Linked DNA regions of Arachis hypogaea: region 2 is linked to region 1. The links are chromatin contacts, called in public Hi-C maps. All regions are on one chromosome and are shown on one strand. The core of a region is the stretch at or near the end of the contact, and the rest is flanking DNA. Distances in the headings are between cores, read along the strand shown. Region 1 holds the start of LOC140172869 (protein FAR1-RELATED SEQUENCE 5-like). Region 2 has its middle 13 kb from the start of LOC140181963.

Evidence for each region. A called contact is a pair of places that touch in the nucleus more often than the background predicts.
Region 2: a Hi-C map of an unstated tissue shows a contact between it and region 1, with 5 times the contacts expected there. The contact joins the enhancer-like site here to the promoter of LOC140172869 in region 1. A contact is called at or near these places in 5 of 8 Hi-C or Micro-C datasets (leaf and an unstated tissue).

The regions. Positions count from the first base shown.
Region 1 is chr19:147,537,983-147,541,627 of arahy.Tifrunner.gnm2.J5K5, forward strand. It overlaps LOC140172869 (protein FAR1-RELATED SEQUENCE 5-like), which reads left to right and starts at 1,375. Exons shown (of 3, transcript XM_072226631.1): 1 at 1,375-2,431; 2 at 2,759-3,064; 3 at 3,172-3,558. The coding sequence starts at 1,519. The coding sequence ends at 2,421. LOC114925911 (a long non-coding RNA gene) reads left to right here. Exons shown (of 2, transcript XR_011876962.1): 2 at 244-622.
Region 2 is chr19:147,576,653-147,580,259 of arahy.Tifrunner.gnm2.J5K5, forward strand. No RefSeq gene overlaps it. Among protein-coding and RNA genes, the nearest start is that of LOC140181963, 13 kb to the left of the region's middle. Within about 2 kb of position 2,334, at least 3 of the 3 cell types and tissues checked have open chromatin away from gene starts, as enhancers often do.

The DNA.
Region 1 (3,645 bases), core at 125-2,624:
GAATTAGTTGTATTCAATGTAGGTTCCCACATCAGCGGTCCCTATCGTAAGAAAGACTATTTTCTTTTCTTTTTTGGCAAAGAAAACATTTCTTATACTAATGTTGTGATAGAGCATGGCTCCCACTCCTTTTTTTTTTGTTCTTGTTATGATCTCAATTGAAAACACTTATTGTTGTTATTCTTTATTATTTTGACCATGTGGATAACTTTGCTGCATTGCTCAAATAATCCATTCATTCAGGCTGAATAAATTGGACAGAAAGCAAGTGTTGAGGGTTGGCTGAAATTGATAAAGATTATTCATGGTATCCACACCCTGTCCCCAGGTTGGACCCGACTATATGTAAGTATGTTGGTGTTGTGGCATTGTTGATGAGTTTACCGGTTATTCAGTGTGCGTTAAAATACGTAGTATCATTTATAAGCGGAGAGTTGCTGTCTATATAATTATTTAAATATTTGCTGGTTGTTACTTTGTATTCGATTTGAGATTGTCACACCATGTTTCCCGTCTGGGACTACTAATTGCATCGATCGATGTGTAGTAAATGTAGCGTGAGGAACACTCGTTGTTGTATGAAGTTTGGTTTTTCTATTTAAGTATGCTTAGCCTGTTTTAAGTACTTATTCCGATGAGGGTGTTTAATTAAGTTGCATAGTAAGTCATGATAAGTTACTTGCCGACTAACCATCTTCCAGGTGAATGACTTCTTTTCTTGTCAAAGATGGATTCGAACTTGCAGTGCACCGTTGGAGAGGATGATTCGGGCGGGCTTAGTGAGGAGGAGTATTTTCGTATCACTTCTTCGAGTGGGGATGACGAGGATGACTCCTACGAGAATGACTCCGAGACGGCTGAAACGGGTGACGAAACCCACAGGAACGGGGTTGGCCCAGGCCAGGAGACATGTGTGGGTGATGCTCCCAGTTTTAGGTCCACAGAGGATTTCTTGGACAAAGTGTTTAGTACTGAGGAAGAGGCTTATGCGGCATACAAACAGTTTGCCAGGCTCAGGGGGTCTGGTGTAAGGAAGGGTGATGTGGCTCGAATGAACGGTGTTTTGGTAAGACAAGACTTTTTTGTCACCGTCAAGGTACAAGGCATGGGAAACACTACGATTGTCCAGAAAGAGTAAGGGAGGAGAAGCCGAAGAGTTGCACGGGTTGTTCAGCGAAGCTGAAAATTTACTATGATTTGCAAGATCAGGTATGGAAAGTCCGGAGGATAGACGACAACCATAACCACCCTCTTGCTACAACCGTGTTTACTCATCTTATTCCCAGTCATCGGAATCTGAGTGAAAGTGATAAGGCTCAAGTTGATAGTCTAAAAAAGTTTGGGATTGCGACCTCGAAGATTATGGCGTACATGGCCGGGCAGTCAGGGGGGTACGGGATGCTTCAGTTTACGAAGAGGGATCTGTATAATTACGTTCACAGCCAATGAATAGCACAAATTAATGACGGAGACGCGGCAGCAGCAATAAGTTATTTGGAAGGCAAGGCCAACGCGGACATGATGACTGTCGCTAGATATACGAAAACAACAGGGGATCAACTTGGCAGCCTTTTCTGGGCGGATGGGCAGATGATGGCGGATTACCAGCTGTTCGGTAACGTCCTTGCATTTGATGCAACATATAGGTCCAACAAGTACAAGAGGCCTCTAGTGGTGTTCTCTACATCAAATCATCACAAGCAGATGGCAATTTTCAGATTCGCGTTGCTAGAGGACGAGAAGGTCCGTACATATAGATGGGTGTTGCTGAATATGCTTGATGTCATGGAAAACAAGAAGCCTTCTGTTGTGGTCACCGACGGGGATAAAGCCATGTGGGCAGCGATTGCGGATGTGCTTCAGTCAGCTAGGCATCGCCTATGCGGGTGGCACTTGGAAAAAAACTGTGTCTTAAGGGTGAAGGAGCCCGAATTTCGGAAGGTCTTCAAAAAGGCAGTTTATGCAAACTTTGATGTTGCCGAGTTTGAGGAGTACTGGAGCACAACCGTGAAAATCTTGGGATTAATGGACAACAGCTGGGTTAAAAGCACCTACAAATTAAGACGGAGTTGGGCAACGGCATATCTACAGGGCACCTTTTGCGCCGGCTACAGGACAACTTCCAGGTGTGAGGGCATAAATGCATTCGTCAAAGGGTTTCTGAAGTCCACAAATAGCCTTCTTGAATTGGTTCAGAGCCTGGATAGGGTGGTGAAAGATTACCGCAACAACGAGGTCCTTGACAAATGCGGTGCCTGGGGGGAAGAGGTGTTGCTGCACTTCTTGTGGGCTTCCCGGTCACACGAAGAGGACATGCATGTCCCAAAGGGAGATGAGCCAAGCTGGCATCCGAGAAGGGACATCAGCCACAGTCGGGGATCCATCATCAGGAGAGCCCAGTGGGAATCGTTCGGGGCGTAGTTGCTTGGAGGTATGTTTCATGCTTTGGGTTATTTTTTATATGTGATTTACCTATGCAAGGTGAGATACAGTGGTTTGGAAAATTCGATGGGAATATGACAAGCCAATGGTTACTGAATAACTGGATTCATATTATCTGCTGGAATACATCTATGCACGCATGTTGAATATAGTATGTGTTGTAAACTTGACACATTATATGTGATTTACTTTTTTTGGTTGGTGTCGGTCCCACGTAACATGTTGCTTATGTTTATTGAATTGCCTTTTGCTTCGCAACGTACAATTTATTCTTCCATAGCCCTCTTATGTGAATAAGTTGTTTATCTACTTGTAGGCTGTACATGGCATCTCTCAACCTGGTAATCCCGGCGGTGCGGATCCATACATACCGAGACCCCCCGAACCAAATGCAACCAACTCGAGTCTATCCCGGCTGAACCCAGGGGTTGGTGGCGGCAACTTCTTCCTTGGTGGGCAGCACATAGAACAGTTCTTTGCCGCTCCCAGCTGCTCAACAAAGCACGGGGTCGTTCCTACTCAAGCAGCTACGACAATTTCCTCACCTGAACAAGCTCCCGCTATCACTCCTACGCAGTTTAATACACTGAGTTCCGATACCTTCCAACAGTGGGTTCTAGAGGTATGCATGTTTCGTATTTTCAGTCATTGTGCTGCTGACGTCAGTTGTATCCATGTTAATACTACGACAGTTAAGGATGAGATTATGAATGTTAAATCTTATTTTAGAATGCAATGGGCAAACAGTGGTCCGGCAACTTTTTATAGGCTGAGCAGCAAGACTTTGCGGGAGAAGAGGACTCGGAATGGCTACAACCGCGCAGGTTTCGACAAGTTTTCATTATCTGACGTTGTTGCTTTGAGAGAATTATGTTCGAGATTACAGGATGTTCCCTGGAGTACACATCTGGGTGTACTGTGTACGTTCATATGGTTGCTTTGTATTATTTTTACTTTTATTTTACGCACGGTTTCGGAACTTGTAGTATCAACATGTTTCCCAAACATGAAGTCCATCTTGTGTTCAACTATAGTTTAATGGTTCCTTTACGGTCCTGGGATTTGTTAACATGAATTTATAAGCGAAAGTTAATTAAAGCTTTAATATGTGATTGTCATCAGTCATGCTGAATTGTGCCAAGTCTTTTCTCTATAATTGTAGGCACGTTGATTGTTAAAAGTTAATCATTGGTTTGCGTTGTG
Region 2 (3,607 bases), core at 1,084-3,583, 40 kb after region 1:
CAATAATATTTAGCACAAGTTTCTATAAGAAAGACTATAGCGGGCTTAATCTGTTTACACAGATTTTGCAGCTTCGAGACTGTCGCGGGTGCCGCTAACCCGCGACAGTTCCAACTTAAGCAACTCATGACTGGAAATGGGGCATGGTAAGGCCCGCCTCTCTGGCAATGATTTCTTCAAGCTCTGATATTGTCCCATACCTCACAATGCTCCTCTCTTCCGCTGTCCCTGCTTGTGGTTCACTTCTTCCTCTCTTGCTTGCCTCTCCATGATGTCTACCTCCTATAGTGACTTGAATAGACCACCCTTTTATCCCTGCCTTCTACGTCCTCATGTCTTCTCTTCAGCCTTAAGTTGCAATTGATCCCCTGCACCAGTTCAGTTTCTAGCGCCTCTGAAATTTTATTAATTTCCTCTCCTTCCAGCTCATCTTCATTCTCTTCCTTTGGCATTTCTACGAAGTATACTTTTTCTGTTTTTGTTTCATGCCTTGTCTCAATTTTCCTGACGTTTTCTCCTTTGAAAAATTCTGATCTCTCCTTTTACTTACTTGCTATAATAACACTCACCGCTTCTATATTTTTTGCATTTTCTCTAGTTGTGACCTGTTCTCCTACTTTTACTAAGTAAATATTGTTTGTATTGACCATCTCTGCCTTGAAGATTGAGCCCATAGTGTGCTTAGGGCCCACGGTTATATCATGATCAACATCCTCTAATCTATACCAAAAAAGTTCTTCATTCCCTTGTTTGCTGAAATATTTCTTAGGTGTGGTCTCTTTACTATTGGACTTGAAGCAACCAGGAGTAGTTTTCTCCCAACTATTAGCTACCTCCTCTTCTCTTGTTGGGCTTTGACTATTCCAGCCCATTATACCCATACCCCTCAACCTTCTTATGTTTTGACTAATATCCCCTTTCTGCCCTGTCATTTCTAGATCTCTCTCTTCATATTTTTCTCTCTCTAGGATCAGATTTTCAGGGATATTTTTCACATGTCCTTTCATCCCTAAATCTGTTGCATTTCCTGACTTTTCGCCGCCTAATTGCCTCTTTTCAGCCGGATTTTTGCTTAGACCTCCATCATTACTTTTTCTACCTCTATCTGTGTCATAATTTTTTTCACTCCATCTACTCCACGTTTTATATACACGCACTGCCTCTGTCTCCCCCAGCCCCTTCGTTTTCTCATTCCTGCTCTTCTTTCTTCCAAAAATCTTATCTATTTGGCCTGTGCAACTGCTAAATCTGGTGAGTATTTTGTCATTTGTAGATTCCATACCGCCATTGCCTTCTCCTCCTTGCATACCTTCTTGCTATGGCCAATTTTGCCACAGTTTAAGCAAAAGCAATCCAGCAGTCTCTCATACTTAAAGTGTATCCATATTTGAGGCGGATTATCCCTATTCATCCAAAATCTCGTTGGTAGTAGCTCATGCACGTTAATCGCTGGCCTTATCCTTAGAAAGGTTCTGACTGTCACATTTTTCACCTTTGAACCTTCTACTTCTATTGAAATTCTCACCATATTGCCTGTTATTTCAGCTGTTTTCCTGTTGATGAACTCTAGAGGCAGCCCATGTACTTGAATCTAAAATTCCATGTGGTCAAGTTTTATGTTGTGAATTGATTCACCTTCGACCCAAAGTCGTAGGTTGAGCAGAGATCCCTTCACACACCATGGTCCATTCTTCAAAACTTAAATGCCTTTTTTCTTATCTTTGAAATTTATGTGCATCTTATTCTTCCCTATCTCAATAAAAAACACTTTTTCCGGATTTTTCCATATACCCATTAGTATCTGATTGCTTGTTTTAAAATTAATCTCTTTCTCTAATAATATTTTTTCCACCAGGTTGATGCTGTCTTCATTGAATTCTCTTTGCTCGTTTGTGGTGAACGTGACGACTCTTCCTTCAATTGATTACAAGCTATAGGTCGCTACTTGCTCTTCTCCTCGCGTTGACATGATTAGTTTAGTTGTTTGGGTGGTATGATTCTCACTTAAAAAGATTAAGATCATTCAGCGGATGAGAATTCCTTCCTGAGAAAGAGAACCAAAGTTCGAGAATCTCTCTTTTAGAGAGAAAAGCTCTCCATGGTACTGAGAGATGAAAATTTCAAATTTTTATACTTATAATACATTTTCGGTGAGTTAAATACTAATATGTACTAAACAAGTGCCCTTCAGGCTAGTATCTATCTCACCTTTCTTTCTTTTTTTTTTTTTTTTTGGTTTCTGGTCAGGAGTATCTCACCTTTCAACAGCACAAGCATTTTGTTTTTTCTTATAGTCTTTTGGTCATAAAAAGGGCCGCTTTGTGTGTGTTGGGGGTCAGAAAAGCACATTTGAATCTTTTTTTTTTTGTCAAGGCACATTTGAATCTTGAACAATCTTCATGCATTAATCATTGCAAAAAAACCCTTTGATGAATCCACAGCTACTCTACCATTTCCACAAAGGCTCAGTTTAAGGCCCAATAATACATTTTCAATTATGGCCCAACAGTATTTTTAACGAAATATATGTTGTGTTGTTATCAACATCATCAAAAATTTAAATTTTATTTTGTACATAGAATAATTATATCGTGGAAAAAAAGCATTTTGACCAAGAATACCTGATAAAGGGCAAGGGCTCCTTTTTTAAAAAAAGAAAAGAAAAACAGAAATAATCTTAAATTGAATATAAAATTTTTATAGAGGTAGGACTCTCCTCTTATTTTATACCAAAATGGACTAGACTGAATTCATAAGTAGGTGAAAACACAAATTCTTCCATTTTTAATTTATTTATTTCCCATTAGTATTAATTATGGGTAGAAGATAAGTAACCACATATTTATGAGGTTGGATTCATTAATTAGGAATGGGACCAAATGCCATAAAGATTACAGCAGATGCAGGACCAAATCCCACAAAAAAGTGATGTAAGAGCCTGTACGAAATCTTGTAAAAATTTGAAGTAATTTATAATAAGAGAAGGTACACTTGAAAATAATCTTCCTAACTTATCTATTAGCTAGTAACAGTGTCCAAAGAGTTTTGATTATATTGAAAGGGTACCCTAATAATACCTTAGATGCACTTATTGCATTCATTTCATTAACAAGCAAGAGATCAGAATGGGGTCATTCATAGAGACAAAATTCATAGATTCATAACACAGGTTGTAGCCGAGGGTAATGAAGGAATCGGAAGATGGGTATAAGATTCTATTATTTTAAAAACTATACTTATTAATGAAGAAGTTCAATTGAATTAACAATTGAAGCAGAAACTAGAGTCTTTTCAGTTCAGTTTTAAGTTATCAAACTTAAATATATTATACCTTAGATATTATTAGTTGAATCAATTATATATTGGTCCAATGCAATTTTAATAACTATATATACTATGTGCTATCAACTTTCAAACTCAACAATTTAGGTAAATGTTACCATCAGTAAGATATTTAAGCATAACCATGTATGAATGCTAATAAGATTATGAATTAGCTAGAGATTCATGTGCAGTTATTTTATATAAAGTTAATAGTTAAGAATTATTTGATGATTTGACATGTTTAATTAAATTATTATCTAACAGTTTTCAGATATCAACTTTA